2 separate regions of the Oryzias latipes genome follow, and region 2 is linked to region 1. The links are chromatin contacts, called in public Hi-C maps. All regions are on one chromosome and are shown on one strand. Each heading gives the region's core, a stretch centred on a gene start, on an enhancer-like site or on the middle of the called end of the contact. The rest is flanking DNA. Distances are from core to core; before and after follow the strand shown. Region 1 overlaps LOC101162908 (nck-associated protein 5). Region 2 holds the start of LOC101155832 (actin-related protein 3).

Region 1 (4,116 bases), core at 162-2,661:
TTAAATTCTAATAGTCAGGCTGTGCACAAGGAGTATGCAGTTATCTCTTGAACAGCCCTAACGAGCCCCTTGTGCAGTGCGCAGGGTTTTGGGTGGGTTTGAACAAAGGAAAAACCTGTACAACACACGTGCGTCTCACCTACTTCCCCTTATTTAATACTTGTTGTTTGAGTGTTCCCAACAACCTGTCGCTAGCAGCATGCCCAAAAAAAATCTGCATTAACATTCACACTCTACGGGTTTACGAACGTCTACAACCCGGATATTTCCTGCAAGCCACCTGTGTGCCCTGTAGAGATTTACCCATTTTTTTATCTACCTGTAAGGGCAGTTGTGACAAAGGCCTAAACTGGATGCAAGAAAAGAAGGGATTTTACTGGAAATCCAAAGTTTTTGCAGTAAGCAACCTCAATTTTATATCTTATCTAACCAGCTAGCTACCCAAATTCTCTAAATTTGCAGTTAAGAACCAAATCTGTAGTGTGTTTCCTGCTACCCAGCCCCAAGTGGATTAACATGCTTATGTGACAGCCAGTAATCTGTGGCATTGGTGGCAGATGGGACATTAGTGTGGTCACTTTAATAAGCAATTTCCACACCAGTAAACAGATGAGGAAGGAACAAAGGTAGCTTAGTCACCCAACTGCCTTCCCATCAACCTTTGCCCCAATAGCGGCTTTTGCAGCCTCAGCTTGGTGCAGGTTTTGCACCAAGCTGAGGCAAATATGACGTCAGCCTGCAGCAGTCATTTGTATTTCTGTTTGGTAAACCCCCTTCATCCACGTGCACTGATTGATTAAAGCGGGTTATTTGTGGTGCTTTAAGGTAATAGAAACCTTCGCTTAACAATGTGTCAGTGGAGATAAGACCCACAAATCATGTTAAACGAATGTCCAATCGTTTAAACAGACCGGGATCTGTTTGACCTCAGGCCATAATTGATTTGTGTATTGTTAATTAATTGGGCTAGTGCTTTAAGTCATGAGCATGGGTGGGAAATCGGAGGCCAGAGAGGGGATTTTTGCAGGAGACAAATACAGCAAATCTCCCAAATGTGCTTTATACTGCAGAGCAGTCAGGTTTGACTTAATCTTTTTTATTGAGCTTGAGGCTTTTATAAGATAAAAGTAATGAGATGGTTGTAAGGGGTGTAATCAAACAGCATTATCCACACAAAACAAAAAAATCTGAGGATTTTTAGCATTGAAACTCTTTAAATGGGAACCTTTCTTCCACTTTCACACCTGAGATCCAATGATTCCACAAGAGGCTGAACTTCAGATAAAGCTTGTCGCGCACAAAAATACCCTCCCCCAAGCAGTTGAGTTTTTACACTGTTTTGGGTCACATGTCCAACCCCTTTTGGCTTTGGTCAACCACCCTCCAACCCCCCTTCCAAAGGATTCCCCACCATTCGCAAGGCCTGCCGTCGTTAAACTCCTGCGGATTAGTTGGGAGACTCGGCAGCCTCCTCAGCCCACCCTGGGAGTCCCATAACTCAGATATTTAAGAGCCCAGACAGGAGAGGTTAGTTTGGAGGAAAGATGGGCGCACTTCAGAAGACTTCAGGGCTTCAGTGAATGAGAACGGTAAATGAACTGCAGAGGTGGAAATAGAAGCCATTAGTTGTACGTAGATGTCTTTCCTGCAAGGACTGTCCTTGTCCTCGTCTTCACCGACACTCTGACAGGATGACCAATGAGCAGAGGAGAACAAAGTGGGGGGCCCTGACTCTAGCCTGAAGATGAGAGAGACCGTTTTAAGGTAATGAGCTGCAGAGATGTAGTCATATTTCAGTTTTTCAGTGATAATTGTTTATTTCTATCCACTGCGTTCAGCTTTTGCTTGCTGGCTCTAAAATACTTTCTCTCTTTTGTGAATTATACATCTCAAAAGGAAATAAGAGAGGTTATTGAGGGTTATCTGTAGCAAAGTGGTTTTGGTTTGATTACCAACCTTGGTAATAGATAAGTGTTCTTGGGCACGTTGTTTCATTTTTTGATAATGGGGAACACATATAAAGCAACTTAAGATTATAATTGCATGTCTTAGTATTTATTTATTTACATTGTTGTGAATCAGGACCAGACAAAAAAAATGCAGCTTGTAAAAAAAAAAGTTTGTAGTTGTCACGTAGACGCTACAGTCGGCGGGCCAGAAGGTGCCTGCTCCGCTCCATTCTGATGCATCCACTAGTAGACAACTAGATCCATGTCCATCATCGTTTTCTTGGCATCTGACTTAAATTGTGTTTGCCCCAACATTAGTAGCCCGTTTATTGTGCCAGTTGTTTTAGGTAGGGGTTGCAAGGGGCTGTAAGATAGCGGGAGAGCGTGTAAACAAACGGGTGACAGAAAGTGGAGGTGGGGTTGCTCCACGGACACAATTTAGAGGCAAATGTCCACTAAACTCTGCAGGAAACTATGTCTTACAATATTACAGAGGTTTTGCGATTTTGGCTAAGAAAGGCAAAATCATAATTAAAAGACTTCTGGCAGCACTTTTACAATGGATCAAAAGATGATTAGAGTGGGACTTTAAATCAGTCCCTGGTAAATGTTGCTAAGAGTAATCTGAAATTTTGTTAAAAGAAGTAAAAACATTTGTTGTTTAATATCATTATTCTGAGATACCCTAACCCTATTCCTAGTCGCCTTTACATCAAAAACCCATTTTTTACCATTGAAAGATTGCAGTCCTGGACTTTGCAGCAGGATGTGGGAGACACACCATAGGACTAACAACAACAGCAGGCGATGAAGGCTGTTTGCAGATTTACTGCCAACCGTTTCTCTTTGCACATCACTCAGTATGCTCAGTATGTGAGAACATGTCCTGAGCACTCGCATATTCAACACACGTGTGTATTTAAGTCATGCACCAATGATGTAAACAGGCACGGACGGCTTTTCAAGTCGAGACGTGTTGTTTGGATGGTCACGCTTAGGTTGATCCCCCCACCCCTCCTTGGTCCACAGAGGGAAGTTTTAGAGCTGTGGAGTGTGCTCGCACTCATGTGCTAGTCTCATTACCATTCCAACAGGCAGTACAGCTGGACCGGGAAAGGATAAGGCACTCTAAGAGGGAGCTGTTTGTAGTAGGGGTGTGTATTGATAAGTCTTCCACCTGTGTCTCACGATACAATATGTGTCGTGATACATCTCAGGTGCAACTCGTTCTTATCTGGAGCCCACTACAAAGCACCACAATCTGTGTTTTTATATGGTACTGGCAGTAACTTGGCACAGAGTTACAGTTCAGTACCCATCCCAGGCAAGAACTAAGTAGTACATGTCCAATAACAAAAACAACTGCAAGGCTTACTGAACATTTAGCATTTAACGCAAGCTGATTCTCGTAAGATCTGGTTGTTTCAGTGCAGTGTAGGGCTGCTCAAGGAGGCTCAGTGTGCTGTGGTGCCAACTAGCGGTCGGAGGTTTAAGAGCCAGATGCTAAACGATGCTCAAAAATAACTAAATAAATATTGTTTAGACTGCATTTTAAATCCATACAAGTCTCGCCAAATAAAATATTGGGATATATCACCAAATCGATTTTTCCTACACCCCTAGTTTGTAAACCGATGCTTTCATTTCAAGTGCGTTCAAGCGGGCACTACAAATGAAAATTCTATGTAAATGTATGAAACTGCATTTGAGATGTCTGGGTTCAAAAGTCTTGCTACTGCGCGTATGTACAAAAGTCTTTATTTGATACCAAATACATGGCTAGTGAATGAGCATTGCCAGCTAAACCAGGTCGAACTGTGACCAATTAAGGACTCAAAAACTGAACAATGAGCAATTTTCAAATAAATATAAACCAAGGCCACTCTACTGACATGATGGTGAACTATATAGATCATTGCAAGGACTCTAGCAATGTGCTAATGTGCCTTATTTTTTCTCAATTGGCCCGAGGTCAGTCAATCAAAAAGAACCTTGAACAGAATGCACACATCCTGCATGCAAGGTGTAGGCACCACTGGTCTAGATGAATCAGACCCCTTGTTCAACACATCTGGGGTCCTTAACTGGATAGAAGGGGGTCAATGCTTTGAAGTCACTTCCTCCAGGAGGCAATGGCTTTTAAACAGATATTTGGTGTCTGGAATGT
Region 2 (4,826 bases), core at 325-2,824, 74 kb after region 1:
GTGATTACTAGAACAGCTGCATGATGGAGTAATGGTTAAGGTCCTTCACCTTACAGTGAAAAAAATCTGGGTTGAATCCCGGCCGGGAACTTTCTTTGTGTAGTTTGCATGTTCTCCCTCTACAGGTGTGGATTTTCTCCTGCTTCCTCCCACAGTTCAATAACATGTTCCATAGGCTAACAGCTGTTTGCAAATTGCTCCTGTGTGCGAATGTCGCCCTTCGACCTGATGTACCCCAGCTTCAACTGTAGCTGGGTAGGAACCTGGAAACCTGTGACCCTAAAAGGGATTCAAGGGGTTGGGAAGATGAATAGATGGATGCAAAATCGCAGTATTTTTATTTCTAGTAAATATTTGAAGAAGTACTTTAACAGACGTAAAAAAATAACCTTCAAGATTATCTCTACAAGATGTGTAGGAGACCTCTATATGCTAGACATCTAAAAGAAAAACAAAATATAGTTGTCTGAGATGTCCATACATACATGCATACATACATCTACAATAGATGTATGTATATTAGTCATCCAATAGACATCTTGTGCCTGCTGGGATGTGCCATACAGTTCATACAGTGCAGCTTTTTTATGACATAAGCATGATTTATCGTCTAGTGGGTCTTATAATGCGGTAAATACAGTTCATGTTGCAGCAATGCAAAGAGGAGGTTTTGCTTCAGGCTGTAAGGTGTTAAATACTCTGCACTAAAGCAAAACAGAAGGCAGGGGACAGAAGATCAATGAAAGCCTGTAAAAATCTATTGTTTTGCAGATTCTTCCATCTCAGGAAATATACTTTTACAGATGAAGCGTGTAAAATAAAATAAAGCTGAAAGAGCAAGTTTGTGTGGGATTACAGAAAGAACTGCTAGCACTTGAATTTCTGAATCTGAGCTTGTGCTCTCTCTGGTGTTCAAGTTTGTCCATTGCAGAGAATAAAGGTGAAAACTGTATTTTTTCAGTCAACCAAATATTTGGTTAAACTAACCATCATCTAAAAAATTTTTTTAGCCAAATTCAAAACAATTGTGTCGTTTTCCAGAACCTAGTGTCTGCAGTGGCAGTAGTTCATTGGAAATTGGCTCCTGAAATGGACTTTTGATGTGGAGTAACTCCGTCCCCCCTTCCCTCCCCCAATGCTGAGGGACGTGGTGGCTTAGTGTCCACCATATTATTTAACCCCAAAAATTAGCTTTTTTTTATAAATGGCACCCGAAGCTAAACATTAGTTTATTTAAATAGGGCAGTATACTTGAAGTTTTTTATACTATCTATATATTGTAAACTTAGAACATTCCAAAGTAGTCTGAAGAAGTATTCCATTAGTTTACTTCTACACTACCCGAATATGGCAGTATACTTGCTATACTTATACTCAACTATAATTTATTAAAAAAAAAATCAAAAAGTACACATTTTTTGCCAGGGGCACTTTTTTCGCCTGCTCTTGGTTTACACCAATTTGATTTGAATAAAGAAATATTCTGAAAAACAAATTTTACATTTTTTCAGTGCAGTAACACATTCCGTCCGCTGGTGGGCGATGTTGCTTCCTCAAAGCTGCTGAGTCTGCAGAGAAGAATTTCCACCGAACCCGGAAGCGCTCTTGAAGCAGCAGGGTTTCATTCAGGCTGCAGCCTCGCATATTAGTTCCCAATAAGGCCCCGCCGGTGACAGGCGCTTCGTTCATCTTTTTGTAGATCAGATTAAAGGAGCGCAAACATGGCTAGTCGACTCCCGGCTTGTGTTGTTGATTGCGGAACTGGGTGAGTAACTAGAACGAGAAGCTAGCTTGCGTTAGCCTGTCCGTCAAACCCGCAGCTAACGCCCCGCAGAGCAGCTCTTGACAGCTACAAAGTATTTCTTCACTCCTTTTGTTCTATTCTAGTGAAAAATCGGGGGTATACCTATAAATTGTCCTTATTGTTGTTACATTTTAATTTAAGTGTACCTTTTGCTCCGTTCATCGGCTCCGAGCTAAGAAAGCTAAGCCTAAGGTACTTCCTGGAGATTCCAGCGGCCATGAACGCACCACCCAGTTTCTTGCTCTTAAATCAAGTGACTGGATAATTTGGGGAACGCGTTTTGAGTTGAAATGAATGACAGTTACGTAAAGCTGTATTTTATTTTTCAGGTACACAAAGCTTGGCTATGCAGGAAATACGGAACCTCAGTTCATTATACCTTCATGTGAGTAACACTGACGAAACACTTGATTGGTTGGGGGCTGTAGGCTAAATAGGTGTCATTCTAAGCTTAGACAAAAACGCTGCTTTCAAGATAGTTTTATTGTTGTAGGAAAATGTAATTTGAATAAAACAAAGTGCAGACATTTCTGCATTTTGAGTTACATCTACACAGTTTTCAGTTCCCATTTTGAGGTTCTTAAAAATAGAAATAGGAACTTACAGTTATGTCATGTCTAAGTTCAAACGTACATCACTTCCTTCTATTTTTTTAAACTGCTCATTGAAAAGGTTGCTAGACGTTAATTCTAGCAAATTAAATTATTAAAATTTAATTATTTTGGCATCATTTCGACATAACCTTTACTTTTTTGTCCTTGATTTAATGTTTTAAACTTCAGAGTCATAGTTTAAAATGGTGTTCTTAACATGTTTTGGCATTTTTGATGATGGAGGACATGTATTAAAGAAGGTTAAGCTCACGAGTATTTCTGTTTTCAAATCGTTGTGAATCATAAGCAGATTTCTAAAAAAGCCATTTGAAAGCATTTGTAGTTGTGCTGTAGAAACTATATTTAGCGAGCCATAAGCTCCTTGCTCCGCTCCATTCTGATGCATCAGGCGTAGAGGTCCATGCACGTCTTTGTTTTCCTCATCCATGTGAAATCTGGTTCAAAATTGGTCGGTTGGACAGCTCCGAAATGGCTCGCCATTTTTGAAATTTGAAGTTGCACCATGCGGATGGGAGCACCAACACCTTGGAGGCAAATCTTTAATAAACTCTGCAGAACTTAAGTCCAAGAGAAAGGGATTAGGGCTGAAAATGACACAATCATAATGAAAAGACCACAGGGAAAATGGCTCTAAAGATAATTGGAGTGGGCCTTCAACCAAAAAAAACAAACATTTTATTCATTCATTTTGAACATTTGAAGGTCAATCTTTTTTTCCCCTTAAAAATGCAGTCGATGTTATCTTTAGATATCCTGCTTCAGGTTTTGACACAGTTACACCTTTGTATTCAAAATATATTATGTACACTCTTAAAAGAGCAAAGTACTGACAATGATGTTGGAAAAAAAGTTGCATTAAACTTGAACTTATTTAAAAAAATTAAAATCAACAACAGTCAAAACATTTTCACTTATATGAATAACATGCCTTATTGTTGTCGAATAACGGCAATTGTTTGTTGGCAGGTTTCCTACAGCACCCTAAAAATTATAGCAAAAATAACACTGATAAGAAAAAACTAGCAGAAATATTTTACCTTTGTTTTATTAAAATAGCTTTTAATCTTTTACTTATATAATGCTTTTGTACCTAGTTTGAAGACCTTAAACATTTTAAAGTCACACCCCCTTTCACCCGTTCACACACACATTTACACACTCATGGCGGCTCCGCTGACTTATACCGGCACCAACCTGTAACCACCAGGAGCAATGTGGGGTTTAGTGTCTTGCCCAAGGACACTTTGGCACATGGGGAGACGAGGCGGTAACTGAGCATGCAATATTCTGATCAGAGGTCAGCCGCTCTACCTCTGCACCACGGCCACCCCATCAACAGAAACACCATCAAAATAAAAGTCTGTTGCCCTGGTGTGGTTTTATTTCAATCCCTATTTGATCGTCGTCTTCTTCAGGTATTGCAATCAAAGAGTCCGCCAAAGTTGGAGACCAAGCGCAGCGCAGAATGATGAAAGGAGTCGACGACCTGGACTTTTTTATCGGCGACGAAGCCATCGACAAGCCATCGTATGCGACAAAGGTAGGGAGTCTGCCACCGGCATCCATCTTTTGTGTTTTTAAGCAGAGAATCTGTGCTGAGAATGTATCTCTGCAGTGGCCCATCCGTCACGGGATCGTGGAGGACTGGGACCTGATGGAGAGATTCATGGAGCAGGTCATCTTCAAGTATCTGCGGGCAGAACCTGAAGACCACTACTTCCTGCTGGTAAGAGCAGAGTTTTCATGAAAGGAGTTTGGGAAATCCAAGAACAGAAGGAAAGTGCTGGATTTCATCAGTCTTTGGTTGAAAAAATGTAACAATGAGCTATATAAAAAAAAGACTTTTTCAAAATCTTGATGTGATTCCATCTAATAAATTCACAAAATTTGAGGTAATTACTGTTTGTCATTTAAACGTTAACAACTTTGTGAGTTAAATTTGTTTAGCAGCATTCAAAAAACTCTGGTCTGCATAAAGAAAGAAACAGACAGGTCAAAAATGAAGAGGCACAAATGACAAATAAAAAGACAGAGACGCATTCTTTCTAATTTTGTTTCTGTACATTACTACACTGAATTTTCAATAAAACATCTCAGATGCCATTAAAGTGCAGACTTTCAGCTTTTATTCCATGGGTTGAACAAAAAGATTGCATAGAAATGTGAAAAACTAAAGCATTTTTTTAACACTAGAAAGTCCGTAGAGCAGCCATTTGGCTTTTCTACCTGGAATGGCCAGGGGACAGCCAAGTGGCTGGATTAGTTATCATTTGCATACCCAAAGAGCAGCCCTCTACATGGTTTGCACATGAACAGCACAGCCGTTAGGCTGTTCTTTTTGCATGCAAAAAGAACAGCCTAACGGCTGCACAAGTTTCTCATCATTTCCCCTCACTTTTGTCACTTCT

What was found. Hi-C and Micro-C count contacts between places; a contact is called where the count stands out from the background.
Region 2: a contact with region 1 is called in a Hi-C map of gastrula embryo, with 1.6 times the contacts expected there. The contact joins the promoter of LOC101155832 here to the enhancer-like site in region 1. A contact is called at or near these places in 2 of 5 Hi-C or Micro-C datasets (embryo and gastrula embryo).

The regions. Positions count from the first base shown.
Region 1 is chr2:13,183,475-13,187,590 of ASM223467v1, forward strand. All of the region lies in intron 4 of LOC101162908 (nck-associated protein 5), which reads left to right. Among protein-coding and RNA genes, the nearest start is that of LOC101155580, 57 kb to the right of the region's middle. Within about 2 kb of position 1,412, at least 3 of the 8 cell types and tissues checked have an H3K27ac peak or open chromatin away from gene starts, as enhancers often do. A contact at or near this core is called in gastrula embryo, where this site is marked.
Region 2 is chr2:13,257,769-13,262,594 of ASM223467v1, forward strand. It overlaps LOC101155832 (actin-related protein 3), which reads left to right and starts at 1,575. Exons shown (of 12, transcript XM_004066523.4): 1 at 1,575-1,765; 2 at 2,134-2,189; 3 at 3,834-3,958; 4 at 4,034-4,144. The coding sequence starts at 1,722.